Regions from separate parts of the Gasterosteus aculeatus genome. Here region 1 is linked to region 2. A link is a contact called in public Hi-C data. All regions are on one chromosome and are shown on one strand. Each heading gives the region's core, a stretch centred on a gene start, on an enhancer-like site or on the middle of the called end of the contact. The rest is flanking DNA. Distances are from core to core; before and after follow the strand shown.

What was found. Hi-C and Micro-C count contacts between places; a contact is called where the count stands out from the background.
Region 1: a contact with region 2 is called in a Hi-C map of skeletal muscle, with 14 times the contacts expected there. The contact joins the enhancer-like site here to the promoter of LOC144406173 in region 2. A contact is called at or near these places in 2 of 6 Hi-C or Micro-C datasets (skeletal muscle and tail fin).

Annotation. Positions count from the first base shown.
Region 1 is chr4:21,196,370-21,199,476 of fGasAcu3.hap1.1, forward strand. No RefSeq gene overlaps it. Among protein-coding and RNA genes, the nearest start is that of LOC144406178, 5.2 kb to the left of the region's middle. Within about 2 kb of position 1,417, at least 4 of the 9 cell types and tissues checked have open chromatin away from gene starts, as enhancers often do.
Region 2 is chr4:21,027,684-21,031,059 of fGasAcu3.hap1.1, forward strand. LOC144406173 reads left to right here and starts at 1,632. Exons shown (of 4, transcript XM_078101020.1): 1 at 1,632-1,991; 2 at 2,130-2,191; 3 at 2,463-2,577; 4 at 2,677-3,003. The coding sequence starts at 1,736. The coding sequence ends at 2,708. The region is part of intron 2 of LOC144406177 (a long non-coding RNA gene); the gene reads right to left.

The sequences.
Region 1 (3,107 bases), core at 167-2,666, 170 kb after region 2:
TCATAATCCATCAAATGCAGATGGCAGTAAGGTTTGTGTGGGTCCCTGCCCATGTTGGAGTCGATGGAAATGAGGAGGCGGATCAAGCAGCAAAAAGGGCGCTGAAAAGTGGGAGAAATATAGTCAATATAAAGATGAGTAAGTCAGAGGCTAAAGGGGTGATTAAGGGACAAATCAAAAAGATATGGCAGAATGAATGGAACAAAGAATCTAAAATCTTTTTAAAAACAAACCATTTGTTGGGAGTGCAGGAGCTAGTGGACAAAAGAGAAAAGAGGAGAGGGTAATGACAAGAATAGGAAATGGCCATACTGGTCTTAACAGTTCCCTCTGTGGTTGGGAAACATCGTAATGGAAGGTGCGATAAGTAGAGGAAACTGGACCATGTTTTGATGGCATGTCAGAGGTATGAGGCAGAGAGAGATGTCCTGAGAAGTGGGCTAAGAGACCTGGGAGTGGTAAATATAAGTGATGTACTGAAGAAGGGTTTTAGGGACAAGTGTTGTGAACTTCTTTTGGCATATTTAGAGGATACAAGATTCATGAATAGAATTTGAGTTATTTTTGTTTTGTTTGTTCGTAGTAGGTTTATTTTTCTTAAGTCCACATTCCAGATCAGTGGGTGGCTGTAATGCACCCGAAAGCTGTTTGCCAACCGCCATAAAAAAAAGCAAGCAAAAAAAACAACAACTAATGACCAAGTCTCTGACGGTGTGTACCTGCAGGTGTCCCCGCTCACGGTGCCATCTACACGGGTTACTTTGTCAAGTGTCCCCCCCATTCATCCCCAACCAAGGTGCTGGAGCGCGAGCTGCTGCGCTTTGGGAAGCTCGCGAGTGGCTTCCGGTCCGTGGAACTGGGCTGCAAGAGCGAGAAGCTCAAGCATGTCCAGTCCTTCGGGAGACAAGTGTCCATGTTCCTCACTTGTCCCTCACAGACGCTAGACGTGTCCTTCAGAGTGAGGGATGGCCAGGGGCATTACATGATCTATGAAAATACGGGCAGCGTCAGGTGTTTTCTGTGCGGGGGGGGCAGGGGCACCAGCGTGCCGTTTGTCCTCACAAACCCGCCGAGGAGCGCGCAGAGTCGGCACCCGTACCGGCAGAAGGGCTCGGTGACACCGGGGCTCCGATGGATGACGAGCCGGCGGAGGGCGCTGCGCCGCCGGCTGAGACCGAAGTAGAGGTGAGTGAAGGCGGACAGGTAGGCGCTCAGAAGAGCGATCGGAGCGCTATCGGTATTACTACAGAGGAAACGGAGGGGGTGGAGGAAGTTAAGGAGAGAGTGGGAGTAAGAAACGGGGAAGAGAGATCGAAAAGACGGGTGCATAATCGTTGAAGTGGAAGAGGAGAGAGGTGTGGAAGAGGGAATAGGTGCCAAGGGCAGGGAGGAGGGTATTAAAGGAGCAGAAGGCAGGCTGGGTGAAGATGAAGATGAGAATGGAGAACAGGAGTGGAGCAAAGTATTAGAGCAAAGGGGACCAGTGAGGAGGGGAACGAAGAATCTCAGAAGATGACTGGGCGGTTGGAAAAAGAAGGAGCGGAGGAAAGGAGAGGGTGATGGAGAAAAGGCTAAGGAAAGGAAAGGAGAAGAGAAGAGAAAGCAGTAGCAGCAGGAATTGAGCACTGTAGCGGAGCAGGCGACGAAGGCTGCAGTGCAGGCGCTCCAGTTCATGTCCAGGTGGGTGAAGGGGCTCTGACCGAGAAAGAGGAGGAGATGATGGAGTGCGACAGCGACTCTGACAATCCCTCCGACTCGGGCTCCATGACTGTCGATGGCAACGTGTACTCGCTAGAGGAGATGAACAGATTCCTAGACGTTAAATTTATCAGGACTGCTGTGTTGCTACAAAAAGTTTGTGATACCAACCTCCTAGATAAGAAGAAATGCTTCAGACTGAAGAAGCATGTGACCGCTCTCAGAAAGTTGATCTATGGAGATGGAGGGAAATGTTCCAAGAGGCTGAGGATCAGTGATTGATGATGAATGTGCTGCAATTCTTTTTCTGTTACAGTTTCCTGTTTCTGTCTGCATCACTGCTCCTTCTCTTTTTCTGATGCACAAGGTGAGTTTGGGTTCTCTGAATATGAATGGTGGGAGGGACCGTCAGAGAAGAGCGATTATCGCGGAAATGATTACACAAAAGAGGTTGGACATTGTCTTCCTGTAGGAGACTCACAGTGACCCTCACAATGAGGTAGACTGGGGTCTTTGGTGGGGGGGCCAGTATGTCCTGTCTCATGGGACCAACCTGTCTGCAGCTGTGGCCGTCCTTTTCTCAACCGGGCTAGATGTTAGCATCCTGGCAGGCAGGGCTTTAGTGGTCTGGGCATCTATAGCTGGCATCATCTTTGTGTTTGTCAACGTATATGCTCCGAATCAGGGACCTCTTAGGACGGACCTCTTCCTCAAGTTGAAGGATGTCCTGCGGCAGTACAACCAAGATGAGTGTATAGTGATGGCGGGGGGGGGGGGGGACTGGAATTGTACTGTCTGTCTCTGTAGACAGGACCTGGGAGGAGCCTCATCATCAGTCATCTGCCACATCTGTCCCAGGTGATTGCTGAGGCAGGCGTAGTAGATGCTTGGAGAGTCAAGCACCCTCGAGTCAGGCAGTACACGTGGGTTAAGATGTTGGAGGGGAACATTAGGGCAGCCAGGCTGGACAGGGTTTACTTGTCCTCAAATTATGGTAACCTATTAGCCTGTCATATTCACCCGGTGGGATTCACCGACCATCACCTGGTTACTTTGGACTTTCATGTCTCACCCACCACAAAGTATAGCATGGCATGTGGTCTCTTATAGGAGGCAACTCCACATGGTCCTCACCAAAGCCCAGGCCCTCAGCCTGGTGATTAAGGTGAGGATCGAGGGGTTTGATTACGCCATGTTTGCCACATCTGACGATGGGAGGTGTTTCCATTGCGGTGGAGAGGAACACCTGGCGAGGGGTTGCCCGGAGAGGAAGTGTGGGAAGGGGTGAGGCTCAGCCGGTTGTCAGGTGGGTGAGGGGGCGAGTGTGGGATTGGGTGATGTCGGAGTGGATGGGGGGTTGAATGAAGCCCAGCGGGCAGGTGTGTGTGATAGAGTGAAAGAGGGGATGG
Region 2 (3,376 bases), core at 382-2,881:
ACATTGTAACGTGCCTTTACTGTGACAATTTAATAGATGAATATGTGCAGCCGAAAATATTTCAAATGCTGACACAAAAAATGTAAGTACGGTTTTATGAAGTGCAAAGGATATAATCAAAGTGCATGAACATCGTTTTGCAAGCTTCGACTGATGGAGTGCTCGAGATCATGGCGTTAAAAGCTCGGGAGAGAGAACGGGAGCTTCACCAACTGATTTAAGGGGCATGTGAGCGAGAGTGGAGGAGGCAGACAGAGGAGGGAATGTGATTCAGTCCTGAGTGATGTGAGCTTTTTGGTGAAGGGATGAGTGTTCAGGCTACAATTAGATAGGGAAGAATGGTAATCTTATGACTGTAGATGAGAGCCTCATACTGCATGAAAAGTGGGATTTTCGGCAGTATGCGGCACTGTAAATTGTCGTGGAATTTCAGGTTTGCGGCAATTTGCGGGCAACGCCGAAAACTGCCGTAAATTGTCAGAAATTGATGTGGGCCTCCCTTGGCAGTTGTCCCCCCATGACCCCCCTCCTCCTAATTCTAGGGGAGGCTTTGACATGTAAATGAAAGTGCTGTGAGCTATACAAATGCAAATCAGGGTCGCATAGGGAGTTTTAGCCCAGGTGACATTTTTTTAAAAGGTAAGAAAATCTCTGGTACAAATGGATCAGGCTCAGTAGCCTAATTATAGACTCTTACATTTTAGCTTGAATTGATTTATTTAATTCAAATATGCTAGATTACTGTGTACGCCATTAGCAATGGCAAATGTTATGTAAAAAAGATACACAAAATAACTTCTTTAAAAATTAGTTTTAATCAAGGTAAAATGAGCATTCCATACAAACAACATTTGAATCAGCATGAGGGGTCTGCAGAGATCAGTCTCCTAGAGCTCAACTACAGTGCATAGTGGCAGGACTACAGTGACCTTTTCTTTGGTCTTACTTAAATGCACAGAGGATGTATTAACCACACATCTTCTAGCAATGCGCTCAACTGGCAGAAATGATGCTGGGTATGACGTGTCTGTTCCCTGCAAGCCCCAAACTTCTATTGGCTTTCCATAAAAATGTCTGTCCGGGTGGGGATGAAGCCAGGAAACTTGTGCAAGAACATGTTTAAATGCCGTACCCTTTGACACAACATTAACAACTATAAACTGCTTTATAATGGCAGGTCGTAGTTCTGCTAGAGGGTCAAGGACGGGTTCCTCAAAACTGTGTTTCCACACCACTTAGCATAAACATATGCTGACCTTTATGCTCTGCATCTATCGATTGAGTAAGTTACATTCATATACGTTACCCGCTTACATGTCATGGCAAAACATTCAACCTCAGTGACACAAGGGTACATCTGATGATACATTGTCAACATTGCATGTCTGTCAGACTCATCCTAGATTGTCTGGTGGAATGGAGAAAGAGACACCACTGTACAGTTTTCTAGGGAAAGTCGTTCTGCTGACACCAAAACATTGCTTTACATAAAGCATATCAGCTGTTTCAAAGTCCCAACCATTTGTCTTCCTAAAATACTGGTCCTTCCGTATAACAATAACCTTGTATGTGATTGGAGGACCCTTAGACTCCTCGTCCAATCACGTGTGAGGTCTTAGGCATGACTCAGACAGCAGTACTTGCAAGACGAGCATAGAAACAGACACGTGTGTTACTATATTCAGAAGAACTGTATCTCCAGTTCCTTTGTTTGGTTTTTGCTGGTTCGTGAATAATGGCGGGACGACGTCTCGCGTTCAACTCGCCTTCAACTCCTCTCCGCGGTCACCAACTTTCGGCCAGTCCGCAGACAGACGAGAAGAAACTGCTGAATGCTCTCAGTGGATCGTCTCGTCAACTCCAACAACAAACTGCCGATATCAACGAGCGGTTCGCTCCACTGGAGCGTTCGGGACTCTCCGGGTTTCTGTCCATGGAGGAGAGGAACCGACTCAAAGAAGAGGAGACGGGCGCACAATCCCAAGATAGCGGTAAGAATATGTTCGATGACTGCAAGCTAAGCTAAAAGTAGCGTAGCCTAAAACGAAAGCTAAGAGTAGCCTAGTAGCCTTACAAGTGAGCAGAAACAGCTTTATTAAAGTGTATTTTCTTTGCCGTGTCGTTTACAGGAAGCGGTGCGCCGTCTTCACAACTCCGAGACGAATCACAGGCGCTACGAACCGGAGCAAGGGTCAGATTTAAAGAATATGCTTTCATTCTGCGGTATAAGGAAATATATACGTATGGATACCAATCATAACTGTACATGTTGTTTTCACAGACTAATCTCGCTTCATAATGAGGCGGTGACCTCGTATTTGCTCCGGGAAAAGTCCAGATTTAGACGACGTCATTGTGTGTAAGTGACACTGTTTACTGTTTCTCCTTCTTTGTTAAATGTTACTGTGACTTGCGTTTGATTTTTTTTGTATTCATACCACACTCATTTAATTGTTTTCCAGCCGCCTGTGAGACGTATTTTGAGACGGGACGCAGGAGCTTCAGGTTCAGGCGGAACACTCATTGCGGGCGGAAGCTGCGAAGGATTCAGCGCAGAGTCGAGCGAGAAGAAAGAGGGTCAGAGTTTATTTTCTGACTTGTTTCAGGTGCATTGATAGATGTATTGTGTCCGTACGCATCGCATCGCACAGTACTGATTCATTGTTGTTTTTACAGCTGCTGGAATCGAGACAAAGTGTCCTGGCTGATGACGAGGTGGAACTCTGGAAATCCGCCACCGTAGAGCTCACGTCGGACGGAGAGGATGGCGTTGTTGGCGGGGTCTCGGGGTGGATTGTACGGTCGCCACACACACGAGGCGCCTGCATAACTGACCTGCCTCGGAAAACACGGCGCCAGTGACAGTCTACAACCCCGAGGAGGCAAACCGACAGTTTACTGAGCTGTAGTTTTTAAACCGCCGTTACCCAAGTGTGGGCAGATCCTCACTTTGTATGTAGTTGTTGTTTGTGTGTTGTTAATAAAGCTCTTTCTTTGCATAAACATGTGGCAAATGTTCATTTTCTCTATAAATTCATTAATGTCCTGGTTGGTATCCTAATAATAGTGTAGTAGCCTACATAGGATAACCATGAAATGAATATACAGCATAATATGAATATATAAATATATATAAATAAAATGAGGCGGGTGATCATTAGCGAAAGATCTGCCAACCAATGAGTTGGCAGAGTGATTGAAGGTTGTGTTTTCATCCAATCATGAACGAGGAAACTCAAGCCTGGTCTGCCCATGTGTGGTTTTGCTGCCAATCACGAGTGATTTTATTTGTTAGTAAGTTGTGGTTTCATCCAATAAGGAGTAAGGATATTCAAGCCCGCTCGGCCACCCGCGGTTTCGCTGCATTCATGTGCTA